Regions from separate parts of the Sus scrofa genome. Here region 2 is linked to region 1. The links are chromatin contacts, called in public promoter capture Hi-C maps. All regions are on one chromosome and are shown on one strand. The core of a region is the stretch at or near the end of the contact, and the rest is flanking DNA. Distances in the headings are between cores, read along the strand shown.

Evidence for each region. Promoter capture Hi-C pulls out the DNA fragments that hold promoters and counts their contacts.
Region 2: a contact with region 1 is called in a promoter capture Hi-C map of fetal skeletal muscle, with 4 times the contacts expected there. The contact joins the promoter of TRAF7 here to the promoter of AMDHD2 in region 1. A contact is called at or near these places in 4 of 5 promoter capture datasets (fetal liver, fetal skeletal muscle and liver), 2 of 47 Hi-C or Micro-C datasets (heart right ventricle and liver) and 1 of 2 datasets of contacts at active chromatin or transcription factors (alveolar macrophages).

The regions. Positions count from the first base shown.
Region 1 is chr3:39,530,758-39,534,876 of Sscrofa11.1, reverse strand. It overlaps AMDHD2 (N-acetylglucosamine-6-phosphate deacetylase), which reads left to right and starts at 2,287. Exons shown (of 11, transcript XM_013987849.2): 1 at 2,287-2,472; 2 at 2,555-2,691; 3 at 2,773-2,912. The coding sequence starts at 2,390. It overlaps ATP6V0C (V-type proton ATPase 16 kDa proteolipid subunit), which reads left to right. Exons shown (of 3, transcript XM_003124744.4): 2 at 1,136-1,319; 3 at 1,445-2,170. The coding sequence ends at 1,649.
Region 2 is chr3:39,827,130-39,831,734 of Sscrofa11.1, reverse strand. TRAF7 (E3 ubiquitin-protein ligase TRAF7) reads left to right here and starts at 3,285. Exons shown (of 21, transcript XM_003124733.4): 1 at 3,285-3,480.

The sequences.
Region 1 (4,119 bases), core at 1,038-3,537:
GGGCCTTAGCAGAAGCTGTCCGGGCCTCGTGTTGCCTGGGTGACGGCCCCCAGCCCCTTGTCTTTCCTGTGCCCAGTTTTTTTCTTTTCTTTTCTTTTTTTTTTTTTTTTTTTTTTGATCTTTTTGCCATTTCTTGGGCCGCTCCCGCAGCATATGAAGGTTCCCAGGCTAGGAGTCGAAAAGAAGCCATAGCCGCCAGCCTACACCAGAGCCACAGCAACTCGGGATCTGAGCCGCATCTGCAAGCTACACCACAGCTCGCAGCAACACTGGATCCTTAACCCACTGAGCAAGGCCAGGGATCGAAACTGCAACCCCATTGTTCCCAGTCGGATTCGGTAACCACTGAGCCACAACGGGAACTCCGTCCTGTGCCCTATTCTTTTGGGCTCGTCCTTTCTCCAAACTCAAGGGTCCCAGCCTACTGTGTGGTTGAGGGTGCCGAGAGCGCCTTTCCTGGCAGAGTGCTCAGCCTGTGGCTGTGCACATGAGCCCTCAGGGCGGGCGGTGGTGGGCAGAGTGGGGAGGTGGCGAGGCTCTGGCCTGAGAGGGCAAGAACGGCCAGCCCAGCTCCCCCAAGCCTGTGTGGCAGTGGCTCTTCCACTGGGTGTGGGAGTGTCACCCACTGGACTGGTGGCCTGACCCTGGCCCAACATCTGGGCTCTTGGAGATACTCAGCTCATGCTTTCCAGGCCTTTCCTAATGTGGGAAAGTGCATGAGACAAAAGGTGCCTGGAATCTGTCAGGCTTCTGGGGCCCAGCTGTCTGGTTCCCCCTGTGACGGGGCTCCCGTACCTGTTAAGCTCCACCTTTTAGGGTGCAGGCAGCTGTGCCAGGGCTTCCTGGGAACATGGGACCTGGGTAGCAGGAGTGGGGCGTGCTGCTGAGCATGGGTTGTGTTTCCCAGGGGAGCTGGAGCCCGGACTGGCCTGACAGCCTTGGCCTCTGGAGAAGGAGCCCAGGCTGCACGGGGCCCCTTGAGGGCCCAGCCATCACCCCGCTCCACCTGTTCCTGGCTGGCTGGCACTTTCATCTTTGCCTTTGTGGGGGATTTTGTGTGGCCCTCAGGTATGCCCAAGGGTACTCCAGGGTCCTGGTCCAGGTGCCCTGGGCTGACCTTACCTTCCCCCCTCAGCCCTGGGTGCCGCCTATGGGACGGCCAAGAGCGGCACTGGCATCGCAGCCATGTCTGTCATGCGGCCAGAGCTGATCATGAAGTCCATCATCCCCGTGGTCATGGCAGGCATCATCGCCATCTATGGCCTGGTGGTGGCAGTCCTCATCGCCAACTCCCTGACTGAAGGCATCAGTCTCTACAAGTGAGTGCCGGCCGGGGGCTGAGAGGGCGCCTCGGGTGGGTGGGTGGGTGGGTGGCTGGTGGTCCAGGCCCGCCGCCCCCCTGGCTGCTGCCTGACACCCACCTCACGTCCTTTCTCTCCCCCAGGAGTTTCCTTCAGCTGGGCGCTGGCCTGAGTGTGGGCCTGAGCGGGCTGGCAGCCGGCTTTGCCATCGGCATTGTGGGCGATGCAGGCGTGCGGGGCACTGCCCAGCAGCCCCGGCTCTTCGTGGGCATGATCCTCATCCTCATCTTCGCGGAAGTGCTCGGCCTCTACGGTCTCATCGTTGCCCTCATCCTCTCCACAAAGTAGCCCCTCCGGGCCCACCAGACACAGAATAGGATGTAAAGACCACCCCTCCTCATTCCAGAACGAACAGCCTGACACACACGCACGGGGCCTCCGCCCCCCTGTAGTTGGTCTTGTAAATGCGCAGTGTCCTAGTGCCCATCGTCTGTTGCCCCAGCCTTGCCCCTGCCAGCCCCGTGCCGTGGACGTCCGGGCCACCACTCACCCATCCAGGCCCCCGACCAGTGAGGATGCAGGCCTCCGGCCGCGCCCACCCCTAGAGTGCTCTGTGTATAAGGATGAATTAGAGGTGTCACTTTCTCTTCACTGGATGTTTATTTATAAAGTTTTGACCCGTTCATTCGTCTGTGGAGCAGCCCTCGTCTCCCAACTATATAGTCATCCCAGGTACACTGTTGCGTCGCGAGGTTACCATTTGCCCTGAGACTCGTGGGATGGAACCACCCTCCTGCCGCCCGGCTGCTCGGGGCCCACCGGGCCCTGGCGCTGAACTGTGTCCAATAAAGTTCTCGGATGTGACTGGACGCCTGTGTGTGTGGCTCGCTCGGCGGGACTGGGGCGGGGTCGGGCCTCCCGCGAAGCGCGCCGCCGCGTCACTGCGGAGCCGCCGGGCGCGCCGGTCACGTGGGCGCGCCGGTCACGTGGGCGCGCTCCGTCAGCTGAGGGTCACGTGGGCCCGGCCGCGTTGCGGGGCCGGAACTGTCGGCGCGGGATCCGGCGCCTTCCGCTCAGCTGGGCTCAGGATGCGCGGCGGGCAGGGCGCGGCCCGGGCCCCGGTGCTCCAGTTCACCAACTGCCGCATCCTGCGGGGCGGGGCGTTGCTCAGGTGGGCGCGGGGCGCGGGGCCGGGGCCGCTGCGGTGGGCTTCGGGACCGGCGATGCGAGCCCCCGCCTCCATCTGTGCGCAGGGAGGATCTGTGGGTGCGCGGGGGCCGCGTTCTGGACCCCGAGAAGCTGTTCTTTGAGGAGCGGCGCGTGGCTGATGAGCAGCGGGACTGCGGGGGCTGCATCCTAGCGCCTGGCTTCATCGACGTGCAGATCAACGGTACGGGCTGGGGCCGCTGGCTGGGGACCCAGAGGAGGAGCTCTGGGCCCCGTGCGAACCTCTTCTTTTCTGTGGCCGCAGGTGGATTTGGCGTTGACTTCTCTCAGGCCACGGAGGACGTGGGTTCGGGAGTCGCCTTGGTGGCCCGGAGGATTTTGTCGCACGGAGTTACCTCCTTCTGCCCCACGTTGGTCACCTCGCCACCGGAGGTTTATCACAAGGTGAGTTCAGGCTGCCGGCCTCCAGTGTAGGAGGCCCCAGAAGCACCCACCTTCATCAATTTTCAAATCTCGTCTCTTCCCTGTGCAGACACCCTTTGTCACTTGAGTCTAGCCTCACTTGGGCCTGGGGTCCCTGGGGTCCCCGGGGTCCCCTTCCCCCTCGGCTTCCTCAAGCAGGTATCCCTCTACCAGCTCGGCCTGCAGCTGCTGCCTGCCCTCCCCACCCTGCACTCCGGCCCCTCCAGGCACCAGAAACCACCGCCTTGACTAGGTCGAGGGAACCTTCTGATTGCCACATTCTTAGTTGCTTATCCCCCGCCCCGACCGGTTTGTGGTATGTGACTCCAGTGAACGAGTTTTCCAGAAGGGAGCTCCAGGGTCTATCCTGGGCCTTCCTCTGTACTCCTGCCAGCGCTCCCCACTCCTCTTCTCCCTCACCTGTAGCTCTTGGGATTCCCTTGTCTGCGGTTCCTTTTCCTTTTAAAAAATTTAATTTTTTGGAGTTCCTGTCGTGGTGCAGCGGAAACAAATCCGACGAGGAACCATGAGGTTGCAGGGGTTCGATCCCTGGCCTCGTTCAGTGGGTTAAAGCTCTGGTGTTGTCGTGAGCTGTGGTGTAGGTCACAGGGTCACAGATGCAGCTCGGATCTGGCCTGGCTGTGGCTATGGCGTAGGCCGGCGGCAATAGCTCGGATTAGACCCCTAGCCTGGGAACCTCCATGTGCTGCGGGTGCGGCCTTAAAAAGACAAAAAAAATTTAACTTCTCATGAAGGTTCTCCAGTTTTGCTCTTTTCTGCATTTTAGCATTTGATCTTGTTTTCTCTGCCTGTGTGGTGTTCTGTTTTACTGAACTGCTTGAAAGTAGGTGGCCTGCATCTTAACCTCTTCCTAAAAGCTCGTCTAGTCTTTTATTCGAGCAGAGTCGAGTCACCGAGTTTATGAAATTAACAGGGCCCTCCTTTAGGCTGCCATTTGTGTTCCAGTTCTGTAGCTTTCCTCCAGCACAGGGTCCATTTCAGGATCTGGGGTTGTACTGCCTGCTCTGGGGTTCCCTCTAGGTTGTGGACACAAGACTCAGAGGCTGGAGCTGTGGGGTCCCGCCTCCTAACTTCCGCTATCGGCTGAGAGAGTCGGGGTTGAGAGAGTCCGGACAATCGTTACTTGTTTCTGAGCCTCCATTTTTTTCAAACCTTAAGTAAGAATGAT
Region 2 (4,605 bases), core at 2,036-4,535, 300 kb before region 1:
GCGGATGCACCAAAAAGGTCAGAAAGTGTAATCGTGTTTATTGAAGAGAAAGTTTGGCCTCGTGAGAGCGCAGGCCCCGGGCTTCCTCTGCATCCCCTCGCTCCCGCGCAGGCCTCATCTGCGTGGGGCCTATTGGATCTTCTGGCAGGACGCCCCATCTGCCTGGGGAGTGGGTTGCGGGCAAGTCTCCCAGAAGGCCCCTCACCTCGCACCTATGTAACCATAGGCTTCCTGCCTTTGCTGAATGACCAGATCCCTAGGGCTGATTCCACCTGACACGCTCCTCCCTCAAGAGCTTGGGGACCCAATTCTTTTTTTTTTTTCTTCTTATCTTTTTAGGACCCTGCCCGTGGCATATGGAGGTTCCCAGGCTAGGGGTCTAATCAGAGTTGTAGCCACCAGCCTACAGCCACAGCCACGCGGGATCCAAGCTGCGTCTGCGACCTACACCACAGCTCACGGCAACGCCGGATCCCTAACCCACTGAGTGAGGCCAGGGATCCAACCCGCAACCTCATGGCTCCTAGTCGGATTCTAGGAACTCCAGGGGACCCAATTCTTTGGGGAACTTGGGCGACAAGTGACCTAGCTACTTCCTGGTAGCATGGGGCACCCCGACTCTTGCTACACTCAGACACTGAACAACAGCCATCTAGGGGTGACTAGTATCCTTGGTCTGGAACTGCTGGAGCCAGGCCACGGGGTGGGAAACCCCAGGATGCCAGTACCCTTGATGCACTCCTGGACCAGCCCTGACTGATTATAGCAGAAGCAGCATTTTTCCTTTGTTTTTATTTATTTCTAATTTTGCCTTTTTAAGGGCTGCACATGCGGCCTATTTCCCAGGCTAGGGGTCCAACTGGAGCTGTAGCCGCCGACCTCCACCACAGCCACAGCAACGCGGGATCTGAGCCGCATCTGTGACCTACATCACAGCTCATGGCAACACTGGATCCCTAACCCACTGAGTGAGGCCAGGGATTGAACCCGCAACCTCATGGTTCCTAGTCGGATTCACTAACCGCTGAGCCAGGACAGGAAGTCCAGCATTTTTCCTTTAGATAGTCCCGTCCCCCAGGGCACAGGTCCTTGATGAGAAAGCGGATAAAGCCCTTGAGATTTTGGTGAGACTCATCCTCTTGGCAGCGAAGCCTGCAGCTGCGAGGCTACTCGGGAATGGATTTATGTGTCAGGAGGCGTTTCGGGCCTGATCTTCAGGGTAGAGGGCCTTTCATTTGGGTTCCCACCGCAAGGTTAGGTTGTTGGGGTGGTGACCTTGTCTGGCTGAGGAGCCAGGACACTGTGATTCTTGCGTCGTCCCAAACAAGAGAGTGCTCGAGGACAGGCTGACGGCATTAGAGGAAAGCTTAAGCGAAGACAGCCAGATAGTGTCAGCTTTGGGAGCGTCACAGGGCCTCAGTTCAAGTTGACAGACCCTCCATGGCCCTGTGCTTCCTGGTCCTGATGGCCAAGGTTACCCCGTACCCAGACCTCTGCATGCTTCCCAGGCCCACTTTTCTCAGCGCAAATGGGGAAGGTTTCCTGGGGCAAGTTAGTCAGCTGGGAAAAAACTCACTTGGGAGAAAAAGCAGAGGCTTTGGCTTTTAATGCCACCAACTGTTGACACCAAGGGCAAAAAAATGTTCTCCCCTTGCCCCAAATGCCACTCCTCTGCCAGGGGCGTTTGTCGGATTTTGGCAACTAGTTGGGCTGGAACAGTGGCCCAGAATGTCCAGGGACGGGCTGGACATACCAACTATGAGTGTTCAGTTGGGTAGCAGGTATGGTTTGCGAGGGTCTAAGTGTTGCTAGGAGACTGGTCCCCATTCCCAGGGGTGGGTCCAGAGACTAGGCCTGGTCTACTGCCGATCACGAGGGACATGTCTACTTAGCCGAGGCTTAAGGGCTAGCGGAAGTCTCCAAGTGGCTCGCAGGTGTAGTGGGGAATCCCACTGGTCTCTCCTGGAGCTCGCCTTAGCTGGGGAGTGGTCTATCCAGCTTTCCGGTCCAGAAACACAGACCAATGTAGGGGTGGAGAGGTGACCGGTTATGGCCCTTTCCAAGGGGGCTGCAGTTGGGAGGAGGGGATCCCTCCTTCCAGTATGTGATTAGGGCCTGAGGTCCTGAGGCATATAGAGGTGTATCACCTTTCCACCTTTGGTTGTCCCGGGTTTTAGCCTCATTCTGGAAATGTGCCAGTGAGATGGCATATGCCTGAAGGGCAGATGTTTCTGGATCTCAGAGTGCCTCAGTGGCGAAAGCAAAGTATAGGATCTCAAGGGAGCTCTATCCTCCTATTCCTTGGGAGCAGGCGTCCTGTTTTGGACGATGATTAATGCCCTGTTCTGACTCACCCGGGTCTGGTTTCCGTTCCTAACACCAACAGGTGTGAGAGTGAAACACATGCGTTCCCATCAACTCACCACCTCTGCTTCACTGCTGAGCACTCTGGACAGACATGGACTCCCACCTTATTAACCAGGCCCCCATGGATGATTTGCCTCGCAGTCTTCTGCCAGGTCACCGATGTTCCTGAAAGACAGACAGCGCCCAAATGTAGACCGAAACCCAATTCTGCCAAGGCCTGTTTTCACCCCCAGGTCTTTTAAGGGCGCTCACCCTGAAGCCTCAGTCTTGCAAAAATAATCAGACTGCACGTGCAGCTTTCATACGAGGTGTCAGAAGTCAAAGCAATTCATCATAGGCTCAGAGCTGAAAGGAGTAAGCAGGCCCAGCCCAGCCTTACCTGTAGGGAGAAGTACCGCTGGAGGTTCGGGACAGAACTGGGAAGTGGGGGCAGGAACGTATAGAATGCTGAGGGCCACGGAGGAGCTCAGACGGAGGCTGGACCTGGGGGCTAGGTCGGCCGGCGGGTTTAGGCCACCTCCGCGGCCCACCTCGGGCCCAGGTCCTCCCGGGACCGTGGTGCACAGAGGTAGGAAGAATGAGCACACCGATCTCTTCCTTGATTCCGAAAGAATGCGAGGGTGCGAGGCTCAAGCTTTTATAGAAACTGCCTCACCTCTGCGATTGGGCAAGCCGGGCGGAAGTATTTGCCCTCCTCACCGCTGATACGCTCCGCTCTCTACTCCCCGGTCTCTACCAATCGCGCCTTGGCATTTCTTTTGGGGGCGGTCTCCTGGACCTGACAGCCGAAACTCCACCCTTTTGCAGAGGCCATTGAACCCAACTGTGAACGACGGATGTACAAAACCAATCAGACTCCGATCTGCAACATAGAGTGATTCCGAAGTCACCAATCCGGCTCTGCGACGTCAGAGCCCGCCGGAAGTCATAGTTTCTTAAGAACCTCCCGTAAGGCTGCCGCCGCGGGTCCCGGGAGCCAGGGAACTACGAATCCCGGCGGGCGCAGCGCCAGAGCGCTTCCGGCTCGAGCGTCCAGTCCCTTTCCCGGACAGCGGCCGAGGGGCACGATGAAGCGGGAGGGTGGTGCTGCCGTTCTCGAGCGGCCACGGGCGGGTGAGTGTCTGCGCGGCGTACTGGGTCTGGGGCTCGCGCCTTGGGGCCGCGCGGTGGGGCCGGGGGAGAGGGCGTGTTGGGGGCCCGGGAAGGGGGGGGGGGTCGCGTTTGGGGGGCGGGGCTGAGGCCCGCCGGGATCTCCCTGTCTGTCCATCAGCTGGTCCGTCGCTCGCTCCCTTCCTCCATACTCTCCTTATTCATTCCTTCTTCCTGCCTTTACTGATCGCCGCCGGGTGCCCAGCACTGTTATAGGCGCCGGGAGACTACGGAGAGTGTGACCCTCGTTCTCTTAGGCTCTTAGGGTTTCTCTGAGCGCAGGGTTTCTCAGTCTCACCACTCTTGACACTTCGTGGCCATCATTCCCTTCCGTGCCTTGTAGAATGTTGAGCAGCGTCCCTGATCGCCACCTTCTAGAAACCAGTATCCTGTCCTTCTCAATGCGACAACCAAAAATGTCTCCAAACATTTCCATGCATTCCCCCTTTGAGAAGCAGGGATCTAGAAAGTGGGGGGGACTGACCATACACAGAGACAGTCCTGAGGGGTTGTGATAAGTGCCGCGAAAGAAAGAAACCTGGCGTTGAGAGAGTCCTGGGGGGCTCTTGAATGGCTTGGGGAGGGGGCGGTGCAGTGAGCAGTCTGTCTGGCCTGGGGAGTTTCTGGAAGGGCTTGCTGAGCAAAGGGAGCAAGAGATGCAAAGGCCTAGAGTGAGAAAGCTTGGCAGACACCAGCAAGGAGGGAGAGGTGAAGTCGGGGAGGCCTCACGGGGATTGTCCTGTGCTGACAAGGGAGGCTGTTGGGAGATCCAGCACAGGAGAGCGGCCATCAGGTCTAAGTCCAGTAAGAAGCCTCTGGTTGTGTGTGGAGGAGGCCCGCTGGCTTCAGTGGGGAAGTCGGTGAGAGTGAGGAGGCTGGGAAGAGGGGGGTGGGGCCCTCTCTCCAAGTCTGTTGACCTGGCCTGGTTGTCTTGAGCCAGGCCAGGGCCATCAGCTGGGGCCGAGTCTGGGGTCCTGCCGGATGGCACCCTGCCCTGGGAGGAGGGGAAGGGTGCCACTCAGCATCGCTGCGCCCCTTGCTCAGAGCCCTGTGCTGCCCAGCCCGTCAGCCCACCCTTCTCCGGTCGCC